Linked DNA regions of Sus scrofa: all the other regions are linked to region 1. A link is a contact called in public Hi-C data. All regions are on one chromosome and are shown on one strand. Each heading gives the region's core, a stretch centred on a gene start, on an enhancer-like site or on the middle of the called end of the contact. The rest is flanking DNA. Distances are from core to core; before and after follow the strand shown.

Region 1 (4,303 bases), core at 805-3,304:
ATACCTTTATCAGATTGAGGAAGTTCTGTTTCTAATTTGTTAAAAGAGTTTTCTAATTTGTTTAAATCATGGATGACTGTTTTCTGAATCTTGTTGAGAAGATCCTGCGGTTTCCCCTTTTTACCCTCCCCGTTACTGTGGGGAATTATACGGATTGTCTTTGGGATGGTAAACCAATACTGCCAACTTCCTGTTCCCAGTGGGGTTTGCGGGTTCTACTTTATTCCACTAAAATGACCTCCCGAACTGGGGGCCTGGGCAACAACATGCAGATTCCATCCCCCCAGGTGCTCCAGACACCCCATTCTCCTCAAACACGGATTCCACATTTCAGGTGCCATGAGAAGCTCACCTATGAAACTCATAGGCTCCTGGTGGGTGATGCTCAGGCCAACCCTAGGTGCACCAGCCCTGGCAAGACCCTCTCCCAACACTCGTTGCAAGGGCAAGTGAGTGCATGGAGCCACACAGATACAGGTCAGACCCCAGCCTTCCTCCACCCACGACAACTGAGGCTACAGAGCTTGTGCCGCCTCCCCCTAACCCACTGCCTGCGCGAGGCTCCTTTAAGAAAGGCAGTGCTGGACGCGTCTCTGGGGCGGGAGGCAGAGGGCGCCAAGAATGCCGGACTCCGACGGGAGCCCGAGGGCTGAAGCTTCGCCGGCGGCCTCCCATCTCCGCGTCACCCCAGGGTCGTCCTGCTCCTACTCCCAGGTCCCCGCCCCCAACCTCGAAGTCCCCCTCGCCCGCAGACCCCCTGCACTGCCACGCTCGCACCTCGACTCTGGCGACCAAGAGGCAGCCCCCAGCCCCCGTCCCACCCCACCCCACCCCCGTCCGCCCGTCGGATCAACATCCCCGCCACCTCCCCGCAAGCCCTGGGGCCGAGGGCGGGGGAAGGACAGGGGGCCCGGCCTCATCCACATGCAGGGGACGGCGCGTCGCGGCGGCCGCCAGGAAGGGACAAAGGCTGTTCCGCCGCCGGCCGCACCGTGCCAGGCTCGCCCCGCCCGCCGCCTCGGTGGCCCCCGACGCGGCCCCCCTTGTGTCTGCTCCTCTGGCCCGGGCTGCACAGTCCGGACGGCTTCCGGGAAGAGGCAGCCTCCCTGGGACCCCGCACGCCCGACCTCCTCCTTCGACCTCGGGGGCCACAGTTCCTTCTCCGTGTCTCCCAGACAGCTGAGGTGGCCTCGTCTCCTTGAGCCAAGCTGGACTGCGTGGGGCCTTCGCCAAAGACCGGAGTTCTAGTCCACTGAGCCCCAGCTCTGACCTGCGGCCAGGCGCTGCGGCTAGAGCCTGCCAGACCCCGTCCCGAACCCGGGGGCAGATGGGGTTTTGAGCAGAACCCCTTCCAGGACTTCCACAAGGCATTGAGACCCCTCTGGGTGAGGGTTGAGGGCTCGAAACTTCACCTGGATCCTGTCTCCTCAAACTTTTGATGGTGGAGGGCCAGGGTCTCCCGACCCTATGAGAGGATCCTGGAGGATCCACCTCACACACCCCCTTCAGCGTCTGGAAGCCAAGATGTTATAAGAAAGGGTTTGCGCTTCGGCCCTGCCACTTCGTTCGCGATCGTCCTTTCTATCCCTGGGCCTCAGCTTCCACCTGTAGAATGGGCCCAACCTCCACCCCTCTCCCGGCACATGTGCGCGCTAGGGGTCCGTGCCCCGATGTAAGGAGTATGGAAGCGCTGACGCACAGTGGGTCTCAGTGCCCTGACGGCTATTATTTCTGCCAGCTTCCTCAGTCTCCTCGAGGGCGGGGACAGTCTTGCTTTGGAGCTCTGCCCCCCCCACCCCCACCCTGGGAATGGGTGGTAACTCAGGCAGCAGCGGGAGGGGGTTCTTCGGTCGGGGAAGTTCTTCCTAGGTCTGCCCCAAGTCCTCTCCTTCCTTCCCAGGCCCGGCTTGGGAGGGTGGGGCCCCGAAGGGTGTGGGGGGGGGAGTTCCCTTTAAGGGAGGTGGGGGAGGGGGCTGCCGGCCAGTCCTCCTTCCGCCCTTCTGGGCCCCCGCCGGCCGGGGCTCAGGGCCCGGGCCCCGCGCCAGCGCATGCGCCCGCCTGTGGGCGCTGTCCGTGCTGCGAGGGCGGCGCGCACCGACAGCCGGACCGACGGACGGACCGGCGGCCGGTCGTACAGACCGGGCAGTGCTGGGAGCGGGGACGCGGCGGAACAGCGACATGGCCGGCCACACGCAGCAGCCAAGCGGGCGCGGGAACCCCGGCCCTGCGCCCTCGCCCTCCCCCGGCCCGGGCCCCGGCCCCGGGGCCTCGGAGCGGGTGGCGCTCAAAAAGGAGATCGGACTAGTGAGCGCCTGCACCATCATCATCGGTGAGCAGGGCCCGGGGTGGACGGGTGCCTGGGGCTGTGGGGCCGAGGATGCACAGCCGCTCCGAACACGGGGCACCCCTCTCCGGGCGCTCCTACTGGTTGGAGGCGGTGGGACGGGGATGAGGGGGGTTGCCTGCCCCGAGCACCTTGCGGTGTCTCCCCTCACACAGCAGCCGCTGGGCTTCTTGTTTCGCGTCCCCAAGTGCCCTGCATTTTTGCATTTGAGGAGGGGTCCATCCGCCGCTGGAGTCCTCCTCAGGCTTTTCCTTCACTTTGAACTTGGCAAGGCGATTACCCTCATCTAAATGGAGATGACTGTGGTCCTGCCTTGAGTGCAGGAACCTGACCAGTGTGGCTCCGCAGGCTGACCTCCCGGCCAAGGCCCCAGGTGTGAGCCTTGTGGCAGAAACTGAGTTCCTACTGTGGCCAGGGTCCAGGTGCCATGCAGTGTGGTTGATTTATTCTTCGAAAGCAGGAGGGACTTGTGGGTAGACCAGCCAGGTAGAGCCAGCCCAGAGGGGAAATCGGTTCAGAGTAAATGATTAGTGCAGAGTTTGGCAGCCGGACCCTGGGGAAGGCGGGCAGAGCAGCCAGCGACTTCCAGAGGCTGAGTTGGGGTGGGCAGACCCAGCCTGCAGAAAGGCCACCTGCCACCTGGGCAGGGATCCCAACAGACACTCTCATCCCCTTGCTCTCTGGCCCAGCTTCCCCACCTGAGAATGAGCGCATGCATCCTGCCCCCATACAAGGACTTCTGGGAAGACAGAGAGCTCAGGCCAGTGAGAACGGTGCTAGAATTTCCTCCTTATGTCCAAGTCATGAAGACTGATGTCTCGGGAGCTGGCTAACCCAGACCTGTGCCTTTTCCACAGCAGGTGCCTCAGAGACCCTCGTGGGAGGAGTCTGTTCCACGCCCCGTGTCCCAGGAGACATGGGCTGGAAGGATGTATGGCAAGGGCCTTGACTGCTTTTCTGTTTACCTCCTGCCCCGTCTTCCCCCCAGCCAGTGGGAGCTGCTTATGCATCCATTGCCCACCCATCCTTAGACCCTTGGAGATGGAGAAGGTTGGGGGCTCCAGAGAGCAGACTGGGGTCTTCTTCACCTCCTCCTCCTCCTCTGCCCCCACACCAGGAGCTCCTGGGCCAAGGCTGGGGTCTCACTCTTGGCCACCCCTGCACGCATACTGAGAATTGTACCCTGTGTAGGTACCTCCCTGTCTCACCCACTTGTACCTGGAATGGTATCTTCTAGGGGCTGATCCTGATCTGGCCTGGCGACCTTCTTTGGCCTAGAGTGCCCCTGCTTGGCTGCTGGGAGGGCGGGCTGCTTTCAGAGATTTAGCCAGCGTACTGGTTAGAGCTTTGCCCAGGCCCACACCCTCTCCAAGAGCTGTACTGCCAGGAAGGGGAAGCCCGGATGTCATGCATGGGCCATGGGATCAAGAGGCTGACCATGTCTGGAGCCAGCTACAGTGCCCGGCAGATGCAGGGAGCGATGTGGCTTGTCCTGGGCTGCCTCAGCTAAAGCCAGCAGCATCCGTGAGCTGTATTCCTCTTCTGCCTTCTCCCCACATCCCATCCCCCACAGGTCAAGCAGAGGTTGCTGGCTCCTCTCTCCTCAAGCGAAATCCCTAGTGGTGATGGCGGGAGTGGATGAGGCTAATTCTGCAAGAATTTTTCCGTGCAGCCCAGCCCTGCTCTTACAGCTCCCCCACCCTCAGGCCATTCCTACTGTTCCAGATCCACTGCCCCCTTAGCCTCAGGCCTTGGGGTTAGCGATGACTTGGCCAAAGGTGACAGCCTCAGAAACAGAACCTGGATGACCTAACTGCAGCCCAGGACACTCAGGGGTGGTCCAACAGCCCTGCTGGGGGAGCTTTGAAGGGTTTCAGCAGGGAGGAGGCTGGACTGGGCAGGAGACAGACATGGAGTGGAGATGGAGCTGGACCAAAAGGCGACAGATGACAGAGGAGG
Region 2 (4,092 bases), core at 279-2,778, 150 kb before region 1:
TTGAGAATTTAGAGGGCATTCTGGAAAAAAAAAAAATGAAGTTTTGCTCCCACCTATGTGTTTTAGGCAAGTATTAAAATGACTGAATCAGCCAACTGCACCCGCCCGAAGCAAGACTTGAGAAACTGAAAAATTCTCCAACTCACTAGAATCCTATGATGGTTTAGCCCTGTTTACACTGTTATTCCAAAATAGCAAATCAACTTTAAGGATAGCTTTATCCCAAATACTACTCAAGTAGTGACAGCTGACCAGGTTTTAACTTTTAAATACCAAGAACTTTTAGATGCAGAAATATCAGTATTTTATCTCAAAAATTTCTTTGAGCGTCCCATAACCTATCTGTCCAAAGGATAATCTCTTCAAGTACGGATTCAATTGAGTGTAGGCTGGGAGACAGAACTACCAATTTTTGCGTAACCCACCAAAGTTAAAAGCACATTTTAAGAAACCAGATGACAAAATAAACCTCAGATAACAGAAAAGCCAGACAAGTAAACCTCCTGAAGCATAAAAACACACAAACTTACTTGAAAGAACAGAGTAGCCTTCCCTTTAACACTTCCATCCTCTCTACCCAGACACCTCTGCTGGCAATTAGCTTCAGCATGTTCCCTCGGAGCATGCTAACGAAGCGCTTCATTTCTTGCCCTCCCCTGCTCCATTCAACTCGTGGTTGCTGCACGTTCACCCAACCGGTGTTCGACAGTCAAACGAAGGGTATTCAAAAGTACAGCTCCATAAGGAACCATACTATTTCCGTAAAATCACGTATTTAAAAAATCAACTGCCTTCCCTGACTACTCTAATAACTTCTGAATCCGATTCTCGGCTACCCGACCCCGCGTAGTTCTGGAGGGGCAGGAAACAACCTAGGTGGCACTCCACTAAGATAAGGTCTACCTTCGGCTATTCTGGGAACACCCTTTATCCCCAAGGGCCAATACGAGCCTGGCTTGTCACACTGCACACACAGAGGGCCGGGTTGTGGAGGGGGCACGGCGTGGCTCGCATCCCGTCCCGGGCCGGCAGCAGGGGCGCCGGGGGAGCCCGGGGGTCGGCGGGTGGCGCCGCGGCGCTGGGCCGGGGCCAGGGATGAGCTCAGAGGCCTCGCCGGGTGTTGCCGGCAGGTTGCATCAGACGCCGCGCGGGGCCGCCGCCCGCGCCGCGGGCCGCGCGGGGCCTTCCCAGCAAGCCGGCCGCCTCGGGCCGGGCCGGGCCGGGGCTCCTCTCGCTGGGGCCGCGCCCACGCGAGCAGCTGGCAGCACCGCGGCCTCCCAACTCTCTCAGCCCGCTCGCGGCCTCCTTACCTGCGCCACTAGCCCGCCTGCCCCCAGGCGGCCTCCACTCTAAGCGGCCCCGTGCGGTACGGCCGGACCCGACCCAGGCCTAGCAGCCCGCGAGTCAGCGAGGTGGAGCGACGGTTACGAAACCGGGAGCCTCCGCCCGTTCCGCCGCCGCAGCCACCGGCTTCCCCTCCTCGCTCAGGCCGCGCGCGCGGCCGCCGCCGCCTCCACGACCAATGGGAGCGCCGGCCTACGGGTTGCTCCCGCCCCCCCTGGGATTGGCAGCGCCGCTAGCCAATCGAGAGCGGCCTGACTGCGGGAGGCGGGCACGTGGCGGAGGCGTAGCCCACGGCGCTTTAGGATGGGCAGGGGTGGTGGCGGCAGCGGCCTTAGTTTCCAGGACTGAACGCGTGGGGAGACATCCTAAGACGTGGGCGACCCGCCGCTCAAAAGGTTCTGTCAAAGTTGGAGGCATTGGAGAACTGTAGCCTTGTGAAGGCAACACCTGTCTTTGGAAAGCGCAATTTTCTGAGATGATTTTTTTTTTTTTTTTTTTGAATCACCAATTTCTGTTTTGGTTTCACCACGTTCTCAGGGAGCCCCGCCTCGGAGTCGCTTCCAGGGACAGTTTCCCGGAACGGCCCACCGGGCTCGCCTCTTCGTAGGCTGGGAGGCCGACGGTCGCCTCACCGCGACTCGCGCCCTCCGGATGGAGTCTGGAGAGAAGCCCCGGACCTCACGGCAGTGAAGGCAGCTGCAAACTTGGTGAAAAACGAAGGAAGGAAAATTTTCCCAATGTGGGATTAGTATTGATGTCACTTCGGTACAGACTGTGGTTACGGAGGAAATAATTGAGTTTACCTGACTGCCATGTGCTGTCTTCCAGGTGAACAGACTGAGAGACTTGATCTCAAAAAATGAATGGCAATCCAGCTTTATTTGTCAAAGACAATTCACAGGAGAATCTGAAAGCGTATTACAACCAGGAAGCAGCGAGCTGGGTGGAGGCAGATAGATTTGATTGCTTCCTCTTTAGCAATTCTTATCGTCCAAAAACTGGAGTCTTTGAAAGAGGAAACGTTTCTTCCTCGCCAGGCAATGGTACCAGCTTTCTGCAAGGGACTGTTTCGAGGAATCAATGAAGAGATGATAAAACATTTGCACACACAAACCAAAAAAAAAAAAGATAATAAGAAGGGCTGCAGCCAAAAGTGAACGCTGATGACTGTAGAAGCACACTTGGTAGAATGACACAATATCACCAAAACCAGTACTTTTCACTTTGGTGGGCAGTGGTTGGAGTTAAAATTTCTTTGATCGCGATTTTAGCAATATTAAAACTGGATTCGATTTTGTTACTCACAGAATCATAATTTCATCCTCACCATTTCCTAATCAATTAAAAAAAAAAAAAGGAAAAAAACCTGTATAGATGTGTTCCTTATCCCCCGGTTTGCTAAACTTGCTGCCAAGCTGCTCCAATGTTCTCTGAGTCTGTCTGGGCAGGTCTTCTTCCACACTCAGCAGGTCTCCTCAACGCCAGGGAGACTAGAGTATTTATTTCCTCTTCAGCTGGTGGCTGGTAATTCTTCTACTCAGTTTACAAATATTTAGTGCCAACTATGTGCTAAGCTGTGGGGATTCAGCAACAGTCCCTGCCCACATGGAGCTTATGCTTCCAGCAAGGGAGGCAGAATTCAATAATCATACAATTTTCTAATTACGATTTCCATCGCTATTGCAAGAAAGAAGTGCAAGATGCTGTGAGAGATTATAGGAAGGGAATCAAACCTGGCCTGTGGGTTAGGAAAGCCCTGTAAAATGAGTAGGATTTGCCCATCAGAGGGAATGCCTTCTCTAAAGGTCTTGAGATGGGAGAAATTTAAGGCCAGAGTGGCCGAAGCACAGGGCCCCAGAGGAGATGGATGAGATGGACAATGTCTTGTAGCCTGAGAGGGGAGCCTGGTGGAGGCTGTCTCTAGGTTGAGGAGATCCACCATGTTGTTTCTTACAAGTCACAAGGACCCAAGCCATTAAAATCAAAGAAAAATTTCCCACAAAGATCTCTGCCTTACTGATACCCAATACGTAGCCTACAAATCCAAAGAATTTGCAAACAAGCAGTACATTAAAACCCCCTCCAAAGGACTTGAGGAGTAGGATCTCCTATTCATTAAATTGGCTAGTCACCTGAGAGCTACTGTGATTAACTACTTAGTTACCTAACAGGTACAGACTCTAGGGTCAGGCTGTCTGTTCGCAGCTTCACCTCTTCCGGGCTGTATGACCTCAGGCAAATGACTTAATCCCTCTGTCATCTGCAAATGGGGTAACAACAGTACCTACCCAATAGGATTGCTGTGAGGATTAAAGGAGTTGATATACAACAGCCTGTCTGATACACAGTAGGTGCTCAAAAGTGTTCGCTCTCATTACCATGATGCTCATACATGAATTATAAACAAATTCTATCCACAGAATTATAGTAGACTACAATACACTTCAAAACAAGGTCATGCTGTGCTTAATACTGCTTTGATGATTTGGGCACCGAGATATGCATAACATAGCAGGTGATGTCAGGAGTTGCTGTTGTAACTCAGTGGAAACGAACCCGACTAGTATCCATGAGGATGTGGGTTCAATCCCTGGCCTCGCTCAGTGGGTTAAGGATCTGGCATTGCTGTGAGCTCTGGTGGAGGTCGCAGATGCAGCATCCGAGTTGCTATGGCTGTGGTGTAGGCCAGCAGCTGCAGCTCTAATTCCCCCCCTAGCCTGGAAACTTCCACATGCTCAAGGGCATGGT
Region 3 (4,323 bases), core at 573-3,072, 180 kb before region 1:
CACCGCAGCCCTCCCAGGGTGTCCGACATCCTTCCTGGTGCAGGGGCCAAGGGCATGCAGTGACCTTGGCAGGCTTCTCCGCCGTGCCTGGTGCCAGGGCCAGCTCCCACAGGTGGGTGTCTCCCCCTCCCCTCCCCTCCCATGTGTAGGCGAGGTGACAAAACACAAGGAGCGTGCAGGTGCAGAGCCAGAGGGCTTGGGGGAGGGGGTGTCCGCTGCCTCTGACTTCACGCAGCTGGAGACTAAGGGGAGGAGGCGGCCTGCCCTCTGGGCCCCGGCTGAGGCGCTGGTGGCCCCAAAAGGAGGCCACCCGGTGTCTTCAGCGACTCGGGCCTCCTGGAACTTATCCTAACACTTATGACCCATTCTGGCTGGGCCAGGAGGACAAGGCATGGGAACCCAGTCCCCATACCGAGGCAGAGGCCCAGCTGTCCCTGCTGGAGGGCCCTGCGGCAGGACTGTACAGGCCGAGGCTTTCTTCTCTGTGAGTTCGGCCCACCCCAGAGGAAGTGGCTGCTTCCCCCTCTCCTCTTTATCCATCCCAAGAGAGTCCTCGTCCCATGAGAGGCTGTGTTCTGGGGACTCCTGACGCCATGGGGCCTGGCTTACTGGGGGCACCAGGCACCAGGCCTCCACACGTCTAGATGCCATGGCCTCGAGCCTCCTAGGCAGCGCCTGGCACCTGCGTCTACTGGTTGCAGCTTTAGAGACAGGAGTGATCCAGGGAATCCCACGGATGTTAATGCCAAGCCCAAACTGGTGATTTTATTTTTCTAATGCTAACTTTGAAATGTAGCCAGTAGAATAATTATGAGTTTATTATAGTCCATTTATCATGCAGCATTTAGAACAACATGTTTTGTTGATTACTGCTACTGCCAGATTGCTGAAGGCATTTATAATCCATTGTTTTATTGAAATTGATCTGCCGAGGGCCTCCTGTGTTCGGTAAATAATAAATCACTCTGTTACCCCAACATAAAAGTCACGATACTTCATCATCAGGTAAGAAACCAAAATAAGAGTGGAGCGCAGAGTGTGTCCCGAAGCTGAGCGGCCCCCAGCGCCGTGACAGTTTTCCTGTGCCCATGGGGGAGGTACGCTCGAGGTCTTAGTCCTGGATGTGGGGTGCAAATGCCCCAGAGACAGTTTAACGTTTAGGAATGGGGCTCCCCAGGGGCCAGAACTGGTCCAGGGTAGCCAGACTCCACCAGAGATGACGGGGAAATGGGTGTTGATGGGCTGCCAGCCCTTCGCATCCCTTTCTCGCTCCAGTCCCAGAGGTGCCCGCTGTCTGACCATGATCACAGAGGGTCCCCCGTTCAAGCCCCTGTCTCCCCCTCTTTGGCTGAGGGGTCACCCCTCCGAGCCCCAGTTTCTCCGTCAGCCACCGGGGCTGAGAGCACCCAGCTCTGGGCGGGTTCACTGATGGCCACTGTGTGGGGTGTGGGGACCAGCACAGGGGACCCTCAGCGGGAGAGAGCTGCCACACGGCGGCCTCCCCAGAGCCAGCAACCCACCCGTGCCCCTAAGGCCTGCCTTCCAGCAGCTGCTTCCGCCCTAGAGACCCGACCTGAGGCGAGAGCCGCAGGCAGAGCCCAGTTTATTGAGACTGCTCTGGGGTCATGTGACCTGCCTGCTCCATGTTTTTGGCCCTCAAACTGTCTCCGAGACGTGTGCCAGGTAGAGCTTGAAGCTGGCCAGGGCCACCTTCCACCCCTCTGCCCTTCCAGTACCAGGCGCCTCTCAGGAGCTGGGCCAGGGACTCGGGACCTGTAAGTCAGACGCGCTGGTACTTAGCCCACGTCAGATGCATCACCAGAGCTGAGAAGGGTGTTCCGAGGAGCTCTTCCTCCCCCGCCAGACCCTCGGGCCCCTCCCTGCGTCTCTCAGCTGGATGCTGCCCCACTTGCTCTGCCTGGATGCTCAGGTGGGAACTGGACTTTGATGTGGCCTCAGATCCCCTCCGCCCTCCCTCTCGGCTGCTTCAGAGGCACAAGGCCTCTTGTGGGGCTTCTCGGGGCTTCGCTTTTGCCTCCGAGAGCCCTCTCCTGCTCTGGCCCTCGGGGTTCACCGTGAACCTCATCACCAAGACACTGTCCTAGAGAAGCTGTGGGTTGCTTTCCATTTTTGTTTGAAGGATGCAGACAGACCTCCTAAAACAGAGTTACAAAGCGTGACCCCAGAGTTCCCATCGCGGCTCAGTGGTTAGCGAACCCAACTAGCATCCATGAGGACGTGGGTTCCACCCCTGGCCTCACTCAGTGGGTGAAGATCCGGCGGTGCTGTGAGCTGTGGTGTAGGTCGCAGACACGGCTCGGATCTGGGGGTGGCTGTGGCTGTGGCACAGGCCGGCAGCTGCAGCCCCGATTGGACCCCTAGCCTGGGAACTTCCATATGCTGTGGGTGCGGCCCTAAAAAGACCCAAAAAAAAGTGTGGCCTACTTGTAATAAACACTCACCAAGTTCACATGGGATGGTCTGACATCATGAGAGGCCCTTCCTGGGAAGGAGCCCAGAAGATCCCTCCCTGCCAGATCAGCCATGCGAGCCCAGGTGTAGCCGGCGGCGGGGGGGGGGGGGGCAGAGGCCCTCTGACTCCACATCACTGTCCTGTCCCCCAAAACCAGCCTGGGCTTTGGGAACCAGAGTCTCTAAGGGGGGCTGGTGCACCGCCCATGGGCCACCAGGGAGCGCCGCGGTCCGTGTTTAGGTCCACCCAGAAGCAGTGCAGCCAGAACTGGGCCCACTACAGTACTGGACTCCCCACCTCCCCTGGGCCCAACAGGCTCCCTCTGGGGGGCAGAGGTGGAAGGTGGGGAGGGTCCAGCGTGCGCCTCCAGTGGGCCCTGATTTGTAAAACAGCCTGGATACCCCTCCTCACCTGCCATCTCCTCCTTCTCCCACCATCTGATCAGGTGGCAGGGGGAGTGGTTCCTGGGGCGGGATACCCCATGGCTCCTCTCAGAACCTTCCAGGCGGCCTAGTCTAAGGATGCCCAGGCTGGGTTGCCCAGCAGCTGATGGGATGTGGCTGGTGGGTGGCGAGCCGTACCTCCCAGCACTGGCCAGAAGAGGGCAGCATTGCCTCAGGACACGCTGGTCTGGCTCATCCCTGCTAGCGCTGTCTTGGTGTCCTGGGGCTCCGGATGGGAGAGGCTTAGTGGGGGAGAAGCCTGTCCCAGCACGTGCTCAGCAGCCAGCCCGTGTCATCCTGGGACTTATCCAGGGACGGCTGTCCCTCCCGTCTCCTTGCCTCATGGTGGTCGGCCTGGAGCCTTGGCCTTGCCCTGCTGACTGGCAGAGGGCTGACACAGTTCATGGGGACCAAAGCCCACAGAAGTCAGGGCTGCCTTGTTCCTCCCAGGGGGCCCCAGAAGACACCTGCACGTGTCAGTGGTGGGTGGGCCATATGTGCCACTGCTCCCTGAGCCGAGGCGGGATCAGACCCTCTCTACAAGGCTTCCCTGCTGCTCCTTGGCTTCCTCCCGCAGACGAGGAGCCAGGCCTTGAGAGGGCATGGCCCGGGCAGGCTCTTCCCCGCCAGCCCCTCCGTTACCTGCCAGCAATCCCTGCCCCTCTCTCGAGTTAATTCCCTGTTAATTCTGCAGGTTGTTGGGGACTAGACCTTAGTTTAAACTCCTGGGGAAGCTCGCCCCACCTCAACCCTCTGTCCTGGGCCGCTGTGCCTCAGGCAGGGGCCTGTGTCTCTGTCACAGACACCCCGCCCCTCCCCCACAGGCTGCAGGGTGCCCGCCTCTCAGGGGGGCCCCTCAGGCAGCGATGGGACAGTTCCGCCTGCTAAGTTTGCTGCTGTGCTGCTGCCCCACAGAGGGGCGAGTCTGTATCTGGGGCTCCCTGCTGCCCCACTGAGGGGCGCCCAGCCCCCACTCGTTCTGGCGCCTGAGGTCTCAGTCATCTTTAGAGAGCAAGTGTCACCTCCAGGCCTGTCTCCCTGAGGCCAGACCCAGCCCAGACCCGCCACCTCACCGTCTCCTCAGAGAGAACTCAACTCGGTTGTCTCAGACCAGCCCCATCCTGAGCATTTGATGGCCTTATGGCCTTAAGGACATGCTCCCGTCCTGCGGGCAAGATACTACTCTCAGGGGGCGGGGGTGAGGCACAGACCTTGGTCAGCCGTCGGTGCAGACCAGTGGCCGTGGCCTTCAACCTGCTGACCGGGTTGAGGCAGGCTTTACATTCTGACCCAGTACCGTGTAAGCAGAGACATCCAGATAGTGACCAGACACCCTTCCCACAGGGTTTCTGTCCATCCTGTGCCATCGTTTGTGCCTCTTCCCCACACCCCACGCGGCTGACGTCA

The links. Hi-C and Micro-C count contacts between places; a contact is called where the count stands out from the background.
Region 2: a contact with region 1 is called in a Hi-C map of epiblast stem cells, with 2.0 times the contacts expected there. The contact joins the promoter of CEBPG here to the promoter of SLC7A10 in region 1. A contact is called at or near these places in 1 of 47 Hi-C or Micro-C datasets (epiblast stem cells) and 1 of 2 datasets of contacts at active chromatin or transcription factors (alveolar macrophages).
Region 3: a Hi-C map of omental adipose tissue shows a contact between it and region 1, with 1.9 times the contacts expected there. The contact joins the enhancer-like site here to the promoter of SLC7A10 in region 1. A contact is called at or near these places in 4 of 47 Hi-C or Micro-C datasets (blood, embryonic fibroblasts and omental adipose tissue) and 1 of 2 datasets of contacts at active chromatin or transcription factors (alveolar macrophages).

What each region holds. Positions count from the first base shown.
Region 1 is chr6:43,015,356-43,019,658 of Sscrofa11.1, reverse strand. It overlaps SLC7A10 (asc-type amino acid transporter 1), which reads left to right and starts at 2,054. Exons shown (of 11, transcript XM_021094294.1): 1 at 2,054-2,329. The coding sequence starts at 2,179.
Region 2 is chr6:43,162,338-43,166,429 of Sscrofa11.1, reverse strand. CEBPG (CCAAT/enhancer-binding protein gamma) reads right to left here and starts at 1,528. Exons shown (of 4, transcript XR_002344626.1): 1 at 1,311-1,528; 2 at 1-20.
Region 3 is chr6:43,193,665-43,197,987 of Sscrofa11.1, reverse strand. The region is part of intron 11 of PEPD (xaa-Pro dipeptidase); the gene reads left to right. Among named protein-coding and RNA genes, the nearest start is that of CEBPG, 31 kb to the right of the region's middle. Within about 2 kb of position 1,822, at least 1 of the 83 cell types and tissues checked has an H3K27ac peak or open chromatin away from gene starts, as enhancers often do. A contact at or near this core is called in omental adipose tissue, where this site is marked.